Regions from separate parts of the Hordeum vulgare genome. Here region 1 is linked to region 2. A link is a contact called in public Hi-C data. All regions are on one chromosome and are shown on one strand. Each heading gives the region's core, a stretch centred on a gene start, on an enhancer-like site or on the middle of the called end of the contact. The rest is flanking DNA. Distances are from core to core; before and after follow the strand shown. Region 1 holds the start of LOC123441272. Region 2 has its middle 29 kb from the start of LOC123442416.

What was found. A called contact is a pair of places that touch in the nucleus more often than the background predicts.
Region 1: a contact with region 2 is called in a Hi-C map of leaf, with 2.8 times the contacts expected there. The contact joins the promoter of LOC123441272 here to the enhancer-like site in region 2. A contact is called at or near these places in 3 of 6 Hi-C or Micro-C datasets (all in leaf).

What each region holds. Positions count from the first base shown.
Region 1 is chr3H:5,913,399-5,918,094 of MorexV3_pseudomolecules_assembly, reverse strand. It overlaps LOC123441272, which reads left to right and starts at 3,007. Exons shown (of 2, transcript XM_045117757.1): 1 at 3,007-3,321; 2 at 3,499-4,303. The coding sequence starts at 3,007. The coding sequence ends at 4,041.
Region 2 is chr3H:5,846,469-5,851,119 of MorexV3_pseudomolecules_assembly, reverse strand. No RefSeq gene overlaps it. Among protein-coding and RNA genes, the nearest start is that of LOC123442416, 29 kb to the right of the region's middle. Within about 2 kb of position 3,044, at least 1 of the 3 cell types and tissues checked has open chromatin away from gene starts, as enhancers often do. A contact at or near this core is called in leaf, where this site is marked.

The DNA.
Region 1 (4,696 bases), core at 1,758-4,257, 67 kb before region 2:
CTGTTTCTAGTGGGTTGGCCCATTTCGGTTAGGGGTGTGCTGCATGTATGGGTTAGCCTACGTTTGGCACCTAAAGCGCGAGATAAGGTTAGGGAGCCCCTATTTGACGCTCTCTGCGTCTAATTAGCGGCAGGCCGCATACGAGACAAAGTGCCTGGGCCAGGCCATCAAACTGCAACGTAGGCCGAGCAAACGATTGTAGCGGGTTTATACCGCTGGCCATCAAGCCAAAAAAAAAACAGTCGCGCCGAAAACAAAAAACAAGGCCGGACACAGTCCATCTGCATTGCTGATGAAAAAAAACAAGATTTTGAAAACAAAATTTCCGGACGAACTATTTTTTAGTTGGAGACTAAATTTTGGAAACATGATTTTTCTAAAATTGTGTTAAAAATTTAAACATTTTTTAAGTTTTCAAACATTGTTTAATTTGTGAAGAAAATTTAAAAATGCGAACATGTTTTGAATTGGTGAACATATTTTGAAACACATACATTTTCTGAATGTGTGAACAATTTTTGAAAAGAAGGAACAATATTTCTGAATACTTTGAACATTTTGAAAAACGTGAACAACTTTTTGAAATCCTTGAACAATATTTAGAAATGGGAAATATTTTCTAGATATCCTTGAACAGTTTTTTTAATCCATGAACAAAATTGTGAAATGCAAATATATTTTTAAATTCTAATCTTTACGTATTAGTGAATATTTTCTGAAAATAAGCAAACAAATTTGAAATTCTAAAGTTTTTTGGAATTTATAAAGAAAACGCACCGCTCGAGAGCAACTGTGCCCAGCTGCCCGCATTCATGCCTAGTCAGAGCGCATGCGATCGGTCACCGGCGCCGACATTGAAGCGTCCCGCCGGTCGAGAGAGCACCGCTTCCCGTGCAGTGACTGTTGCGCGTTCAAACGACACGACGACCATCGTCCGTCCGCCCGCCGCCCACATTGATGGCACGCGGGTGCTGAGGCATCTCCTCCGACGCCACCCATTCGTCCATATGCCGCCTGCCGCCCACACTGATGGCACGTGGTTGCCGAGGCGTCTCCTCCGGCGCCACCCGTCCGTCCATATGCCACCCGTCATTGCTATATAAATCGTTGCCCCGGCCATAGCCACAGTCATCAGCCTCCTAACCCTCTCCCATCATGAATTCCTCCACCGCCAAAGCTTTTTGGGTCGGGCTGACGTCAGAGCAGAAGAAGGAGATGTCCGACATCGCTGCCTGCTTGCGGGCCGATAGGCAGTCTCACTTATTAACTTAGTCCCAGCATGGGTTTCTGTTTTTTGCTATTTCTTTGTTTTGCCGAAAACCATACCAAATGAAGTCTAAACATGATGAAACTCTATGGTGATTTATCTTGACTACAAGAGACCCTATAAGCTTTATGAAGATACCAGACGATGCCCGAAGGGGCTACAAGCTCAGATGGCATACCCCCATGGGTATGGCGCGTCATGTGAGCTTCTGGGCCCCTAGGCTCTGACCGACCTAATTCCAACTCCAAAACTTAACAAATAATTGTACTGCCGCCGCAAAACTTCTGTTCTTCGGCGATCCAATCTGTAGGCCTTTTCCGGTGCCTTGTTGAAGGGGGACCCATCATTGATGCCATCTTCATCAACCTTATTGCCTACATGATGATGTGTGAATAGTTAATTTGGAATCTACGAGTCCATAGCAATAGTTAGATTTTTTTTTCACATTGCATGCATAGTACAGAAATGTGGACACGGTGATTTGAGAATTGGCCGGTCACCTTCTGCAGATGCATCCGGACGCGTCCAGAGAGATACAGGGTGCCAGATTTGATATACCGGACCCAAAGATCACACAAGAAACATGAAGTAAAGTGGAAGTCATTACAACTATGTAGAGCAGACACAACGTATGGCAATTTTTTTGTGCCAAATGCAGTTTTTGTCTTGGGAGTTGACGCGCACCAAGTAGTGCCGAATCAAATAAAAAACCTGGGAACGGATCAAGTAGTTGCTCCCATGTCAAATTTTGACAAGAAATAAAACATTCATTGGAAATGTCGTGAATGATGAAGAACCGGTGTATCAAAATATCAAAATGTTTGGTGGCAAGTTGTATAGCATGGAACATGTCAACTCGTACTCAACTTACCACTGTTGCAAATAAAATATCCAAATGGAAAAAAAGACCAAGCACATATTATAAGGATACAGAAAGCTTGCGGGCCCTGTCAAACCAAAAATCCGAAATAATGAAGCTGTCAAGTGTATATGGGATTTTTCCGAACCAACAATGCTACGGCTACAAGTGATTCTTATGAAATTACTCCCTCCTTTTGACAATATAAGATCATGGACGGAGACAACATTCATGCATAGAGGGTGCATGTTTGTTCATGAAGGAGGCAAAATTCATATGAAGTAAAATTTATTGGCTGCAACAACCACAATCATAAAAAAAGAATCAATTTGTTAGGGGTCTAGCCCCCATCCCCCCCACCCTTACCCTTAAAAAAATTCGTCCCTGTATAAGATGTTTTTAAGGTAAAGCAGCTTTCAAAAATATTTTACATTATGAAAGGAGAAGTACCTTACATGATGGCATGGCCATTTCTGTTTGGAAATGATAGGAAAAGGGAAAACATATTCAAATTCAGAGGAGAGACTAGTGCGGTAGAGAGTGATCCGTAGGTTTTATCCGTAAGTTTAGCATTTTCCTTCTTTTTTGCTTTCGAAGCAATCAACACATAGAAAAGATCCGGAAAATGCAAGCAGAGAAGTCTTGAACAGCTCAGGTCGTCCATGTTATTTTCTATTGTTGTCAAGGACATGTCAACTTGTAACGAACCTGTCACTCATGATAAAAATATTCAGCGTGAAGGTATTTTATTTTCAAGGAACCGGCAGAAGCGCTACCATTGCACGGGTGATGCAAAAAAAAAATCCTCTACAAATACATGTTGGCCTCCTGCTAGCTTTGATCTTGTCGGTTTCTTTGGGAGAGAGAGCCAAAGTTAACCATGGTGACGGCCTCCAAGGGTCCTCCGTTACGGATAACCCACCCCTCCCACCCAGGGCACGTGCTCACGCTTTACGCCACCGGCGGCGCACTGTTCCAGTGCGACGGCTGCCGGCACTACGGCGAGGATGATCGTAGGTACCGGTGCGACCCGTGCGACTACGACCTTCACGTATGCTGCGTCCCCCTCAAGATGGAGGACCTGACGCTCACGCATCCTTTCTTCAAGGGTTGCACCTTCGACTTCCGCTACAGCCCTCCCAGTCCCAGCACCCTGGCTGGTCACGGCAGCTTCTGCGGCGCCTGTGGAGATCAGGTGCTCGACTTATAGCTTTGATTTTATGTGACTGTGCTATTTTATGGTGGGTTCTTGTATGCGTGTGAGTTCGGTGTTGGCTGTGCGCATCCTAGCTATGCTGGAGCCGGATGAGAGCAAGCTCGTTTCTCTTGATGCTTCATATTGAGCTAATAAAATTCATTCTTTGTCGAAAAGGTGCTCGGCTTCATGTTCCACGACGGCGAGCGCAAGATCAACCTCCACACGCAGTGCGCCAACCTGGCGGAGCGCGTAGTCCAGGAAGACGGCGTGTTCGACCTCGTCAGGGAGGCGCCTGCCGGCGGTAGCTGCGGGTTGTGCGGGCAAGGGCAAGGCGGCCGCCGCGGCAGGTTCTGGTGCTACGGCTACCTCGACGGTCACCGGCAGCCCGCGTACACGCACGTGGGGTGCATGATGGAAGCTTGCTACAAACGCTCCCAGATCGCGCAGGTGAGCGCGCCCACGGCATGGGCGCTGGGAACGCCGGCGACGTGGGAGGTGGGCACGACGCAGGGCACGCCGACGACGTGGCCGGTGGGCACGCCGCAGAGCACGCCGACGACATGGGACAGTGGGTTGTCGTCCACCATTAGCAAGGTCTCGCTTTTTTGCAAGGTTGCGGTGGCCGTCGCCAGGGTCGCCTCCGCGGTCTCCACTGGCACGGGGGGTGACCCGTTGTGGATTGACACGACCACGACGGCTGCAGATCCCGCCGAATAACCATGTCAATCGGCTACGAAATCAATTACTACAAGCAGACGTGTGTTCATTTTATTGTAGTTGTCTGGTTTGTATCGTTTTTTTAGTGGTCGTCTATTTTCTGGATTTTTTTGTTGCTCTATTCTGTATTTTGTTTGTCTATTTGTGTGACATATAGAGGGTATTGTCTTTTGTTGATATACGGAATAAGAAAACTGTACATCAATGCACACGTTTTATTATTTTCTTATATCAAAACTGAAATAATGCAATAAATCTATCAGTTCACCTGTTGGCCTTTTTGAGATGCACGAAATAAGGAGATATCATGAATTGTATAGTAATGATGTACAATCTTGCTTGGATGCGGTGTATTGTGTCGTTTATTTATGGTACATGAAGTTATCTCGGCACTCATGTGAACTCGGTAAGACCAAAGATAGTGTTGAGAAGACTAATGTGATGTCGGAACCATCCAAGGATTCGAAAGGTTTTGAGGAGAAAGATAAGGTGATGAAGACTTGTCATAGTACGCGTTGTGGTCCTCAATAAACTTTACCCAGGAAAGTTCTAATTCTTTTGTAAATTCATATGAATTTAATCAAATTGGGTGATGAAGGCCCATTCAAAGGGTGCGGTGCCATCAATCATGAGCCTCCAAGATTTCTGGTAGCTG
Region 2 (4,651 bases), core at 1,795-4,294:
TAGTCTATTGTTCAGTTGTAAAGGGGTGTAGCTACTTGTTCTAGGTGAAGCTCAACCTTAATAGGTCTTCACTGAAATGCTGGTATATTAAAACAGTGATTGGAACGAGGGAACACGATGTGCCCTTGAGATCTGGTGGGGGATTGTTGAAATTTGGAGGTGGGCTTTAGGCCCATTAGAGAATTTCAGAAAAATCTCCAAGGGCCCATGTAGGTGGTGGCATGACAAGGTGGTGGGAGTTTAGTCCCACCCCGCTAGTGGAGGAGAGTTTGAACCCCTCTATAAGGGTCTCTCTTCCACATGCTATTGGAGAGTGAGAAGAGAAGGTGCCCTCGCGCACTCCTCCTCCGCCGCCCGCCTCGCCACGCCACGCCACGCCTCGCCACTACGCGCCGCGGGTTGCAGGAATGAGCCGAGCCGAGCTCATATCTACGCGCTTATTTTTGCCGGTCAGGAACGGAGAATACGTAACGGACAAGGCACGATCCGAGACGTCGGATCGTGGCTGTTACCGACTCGGACGTGGGCGTGGCCCACGTCTCTCCACCCAGCCGCCTTTATAAGCACGCGATCGCCTACCCTAGCCGTCTTGAGAATCAGATCACATATGTCTCACGCGTTCGTTCCTTCAACTGCTGCTGCCGCCGGCGACTCCGTCCCGTTTACCGCGTACACGGTCGACGGGAGAGCAGGCCTCCGAAACCTTGCCTCTCTCGTTCCTGTACGGGAGAGGGGCGATTAGGTTTTTGGGGAGCGATCACGCGACTGCTCGCCTCCGTCCGTCTGCTTCGTCTACGTCTGCGTCGCCTTCGTCATCGCCATGTCTTCAGCAAGCGAAGCTGACCGTCTCCGCGAGAAGGCCGAAGCAGAGAAGAAGGCGGCAGAGGATACTGCCGCCGCCACCGCTGCTGCTACGGCCAACTGGCCGATTGGAGGGTATGACTCGTTTATCCTCATGTTCGTGTTTATCCTAGCAGTGCTACTTGTCTGCATAGATGTATCCACTATATGCGTAGTATGTGCTAGGTTAGCTCAAGATCAGTATATCATTAGTCTAGTCAATGCCATACTAGTTATTATCTCGTGGATTAATATACTCGGAAAATTGCCTAATTACTCAACATCTGTTGCATGATGTGCATCGGTGCGCGACACAATCTTCGTATATGACCTATCCTGCCGTATATAGGTCATATCACTGCAGCATAAGTCTGTTCCCGGCTAGCCAAGTTTCGGGAACGCATCTATCGTCATTAGAGGACATGCAGAGTTGTGTCTCCGATGGATCTCGCATTATTTGGTTAGCAATTTGCTTGCATTCAATCTTTATTCGTGTGTGTGTGTTAGATCCTTTCGATTTATACTTCTCGTCATCGCCGACGGCTGCTATTCTTGTGGGGCTGATCCTATGAAACGGCGACGGCTGCTATTTTTGTGGGGCTGGTCCTATGAAACCTTAGCACAACAACATTTTGACTGTCTACTACAACAAGCCCGACTCCGGTGAGGGTTAGGAGTTGACGGCTCTGTGCCACCACGCTTTCAGCTCACTACAGTGTTTGTTGTCGTTGCTAGGTGGTCTATCGATATGGATGTAATTTTTAGAATCTCCGTGTCTTTGCACTGCAATGCTATGATGTAAAAATTTATTTTATGTTCGTGTCTATTATTGTTTGTCTCTTATTTTGTCAAATGCTCACAAATTATTGAAATGTTGACGAACTAAAGATGAGAGTGACGCCCGATGAAGCCAGGTGCCTTACTCACATGTTTGTCATCCTATCCCAGCCGGTGCTCGACTTTCCCAGCGATTGGCACCTCACAAGTTGCAATCTTGCACACTGTAACGAAGTTCATGTCCATAAGAAGACCATAATTTCAGACATGTGCGTGTAATGGGATTCTTGTCCGTAATTTCGGACCAGTACGCGTAGCTGCTCCGGGCGACACTCTTTCTAAAATAATGTACTCGTACGTAGGACCGGCTGGCGCAAGCTTCGTCAGCAGTTAGCCGACGTTGAAAGGTCAGGTCAGGTGTAGGTAGGAATAGGATGAACACACGCGCGCATAGTGAAAGTGCCAGTTGATGCTGATCCATTTGGTTGTGGTGATTAGCTTGGCGCGCGGTTACGGTCACGGAGTTTAGGAGATGGTGGGTCGTCATTGTCGGGCTACATTCGGTCTCCAGATATCGTGCACGGGTTGATGACTAATTGATGCCACAATGTGCCATGAGGCGTGTATGTCGACTCTTCATTGAGACGTCGGATTGCGCGAGGCCCCGATATACTCCATAAATCCATTGAGAACGCAGGAGCCATGTATTGATCTTATTTACATCATGGAGACGATTGCACAACTTGATGACTAATAACAAATATAGAAAAGAGAGCGCGACATAACGGAACCGAACTGGCCCTCGGCGGTTGCCATGGCTGCATCGACCGAGAGCAAAAGCTCCACACGTGAACCCGAAGCTACCTAGCTAGTTCGTTCGTTCGTTCGCGCGCTCGCCTAACCTCTACTTTGTACTCCCCCGTTTCTAAATATAATTTTTTAAGAGTTTTTAATAAAAAATTACATACGGATGTATATAGACATATATTAGAGTGTAGATTCGTTCATTTTATTCCGTATGTAGTCCTCTAGTAAAATCTCTAAAAGGACTGATATTTAGGAACGGAGGGAATAGCATATGCTGTTCGAATCGCAATTCATGGATTTAAATATTCAGCGACGTGACGAGGCATTACGAACTCGAAGCCAAACCAACACGAAGCTGATTAACGAGATCTAAATATGCATTGTGGGAGAAGCTTCATTATATATGATTGGTGGCCCTGCAGAGTGCGGTGTGAGAGGAAGATAGACAAGTCGTAGTAGCTAGGAGAAAAACATGATGATTGATTGATTTAGGTCGGCGATCAGCGTCATTTCACGGGCTTGATTTCCTTTTATCTTTCTCTCGCGAAGGCGACCGATAGAGCCATGATGCGCTCTAGTACCACATTTCAGGGTTACGTGCGTGCCGTTGCAAGTACAGAAACTAGCCAGACACACAGAGCACTCAGACCAATCAATAAGCTGGCTAGCTAGGTAGGGGGTGCTTAAAACGTGACCAGCAAGCTAGTACCGAATCCAACCGGCTAGCTCCATGGGGTGCTTACAAAATGGCATGACAATGAAAAAGGGGTACTTCCTCCACGTACGCACGTCCTTCTTGAAAATATCAATCAACTTCGAACGGGATCCAACAAACATCCCGTTTTCTACAGTTTGGGTCATATTTATCTTGCTCGTATACTGGAATTAAGCACCAACTAGCACAATGTATCATGTGTATTTCATGTCAGTCATATTTGTAGAGTTGCAAATACGCTGAGTTGTGGACTAACTCATAATTTTTCTAGAGAATTAGTACATGTTAAGAAGTGCATAGTAAATGTCTACATCAACCATATTTTGCTACATCAACCGTATTTTGTACTTACATTTTCATTAGGTCGATTTGGCTGATCGGGAGTGATTAATAGATAAGGTTACATGGGTTACATGGGTAGGGGCGTTCACTAAGGTGGCCTAACAAGAGAGGTACTTGCCCCATCCATGAGCCATGTTCTCTCCTCCCTCCGTCCCGTTCTAAATTCAGAGGACCGCCGCACCGATGTACTTCCTCCGTTCCTAAATATAAGACCTTTTAGAGATTATACTATAAACTATATACGGATGTACATAGACATATTTTAGAGTATAGATTCACTCATTTTGCTTCGTATGTAGTCTCCTAGTGAAATCCCTAAAAGGTCTTACAATTTGAAACGGAGGGAGTATCTGTGTTGTGGAGGACCATCATTCTCCAATTTCGTACCCAAGAATGGAGGGCACGCTGCATGCATGCATGCTTAATTGTCCATGGATAATGGTCTTGGAACTCTTTGACACTAAGGCTTCCTTTGCTTTACATAAATTTTGGATTTCTAAATGATAGAAATTTTATAAGGACATTTTCTTCGGAGCTGTTTGGTCTCTTGGAATAGAATCATATTTCTGTACAGCATAGGATTCCTTTGCATTTGAAAGAAAAATAAACATTACGCTAGACTCAATGAAAAAAACCATATTATATGAACCAAATGACATTTCTTTTCCTTTTCTAAAAAAAAAACCTTTTCTAAAAAATGACATTTCTTTTCCTATAGAATTTGAGATACATGTCATCTTATTTTCTACTATGATTTTTCTATTCCCATTAAATTCCTAGAGTTCCTTCCCCCCCCCCCCCCCCCCCCCCCTAGCATACAATGCGCACATACGTACGTCAGCCTGTTAAAAGTGATCATGTACCAACAGGACAGCACCGTGGAAGCCTCCAAAGCATCGAGATCACAAGAGGGAAAGGAATTAAAGCTCTTGAAAGCTAATACAAATAAGATTCCAGAAGAAATAGTATGCCCGGATGATGATTTGCTTGGCCGGACGAGGAAATACCCAAGGGATTCCAAAAGAAATAGTATGCTCCCACAACCCACATGGAGCCAGCAAGTCCCTCCATTTCAGCAGAAATGCAGCTCCAAGCATCTAACTGCTACTCCATCTTAAGTCTGTCACGAATACTGTCGTAATAATGGATTGATGGATGCTGATTCTTTCT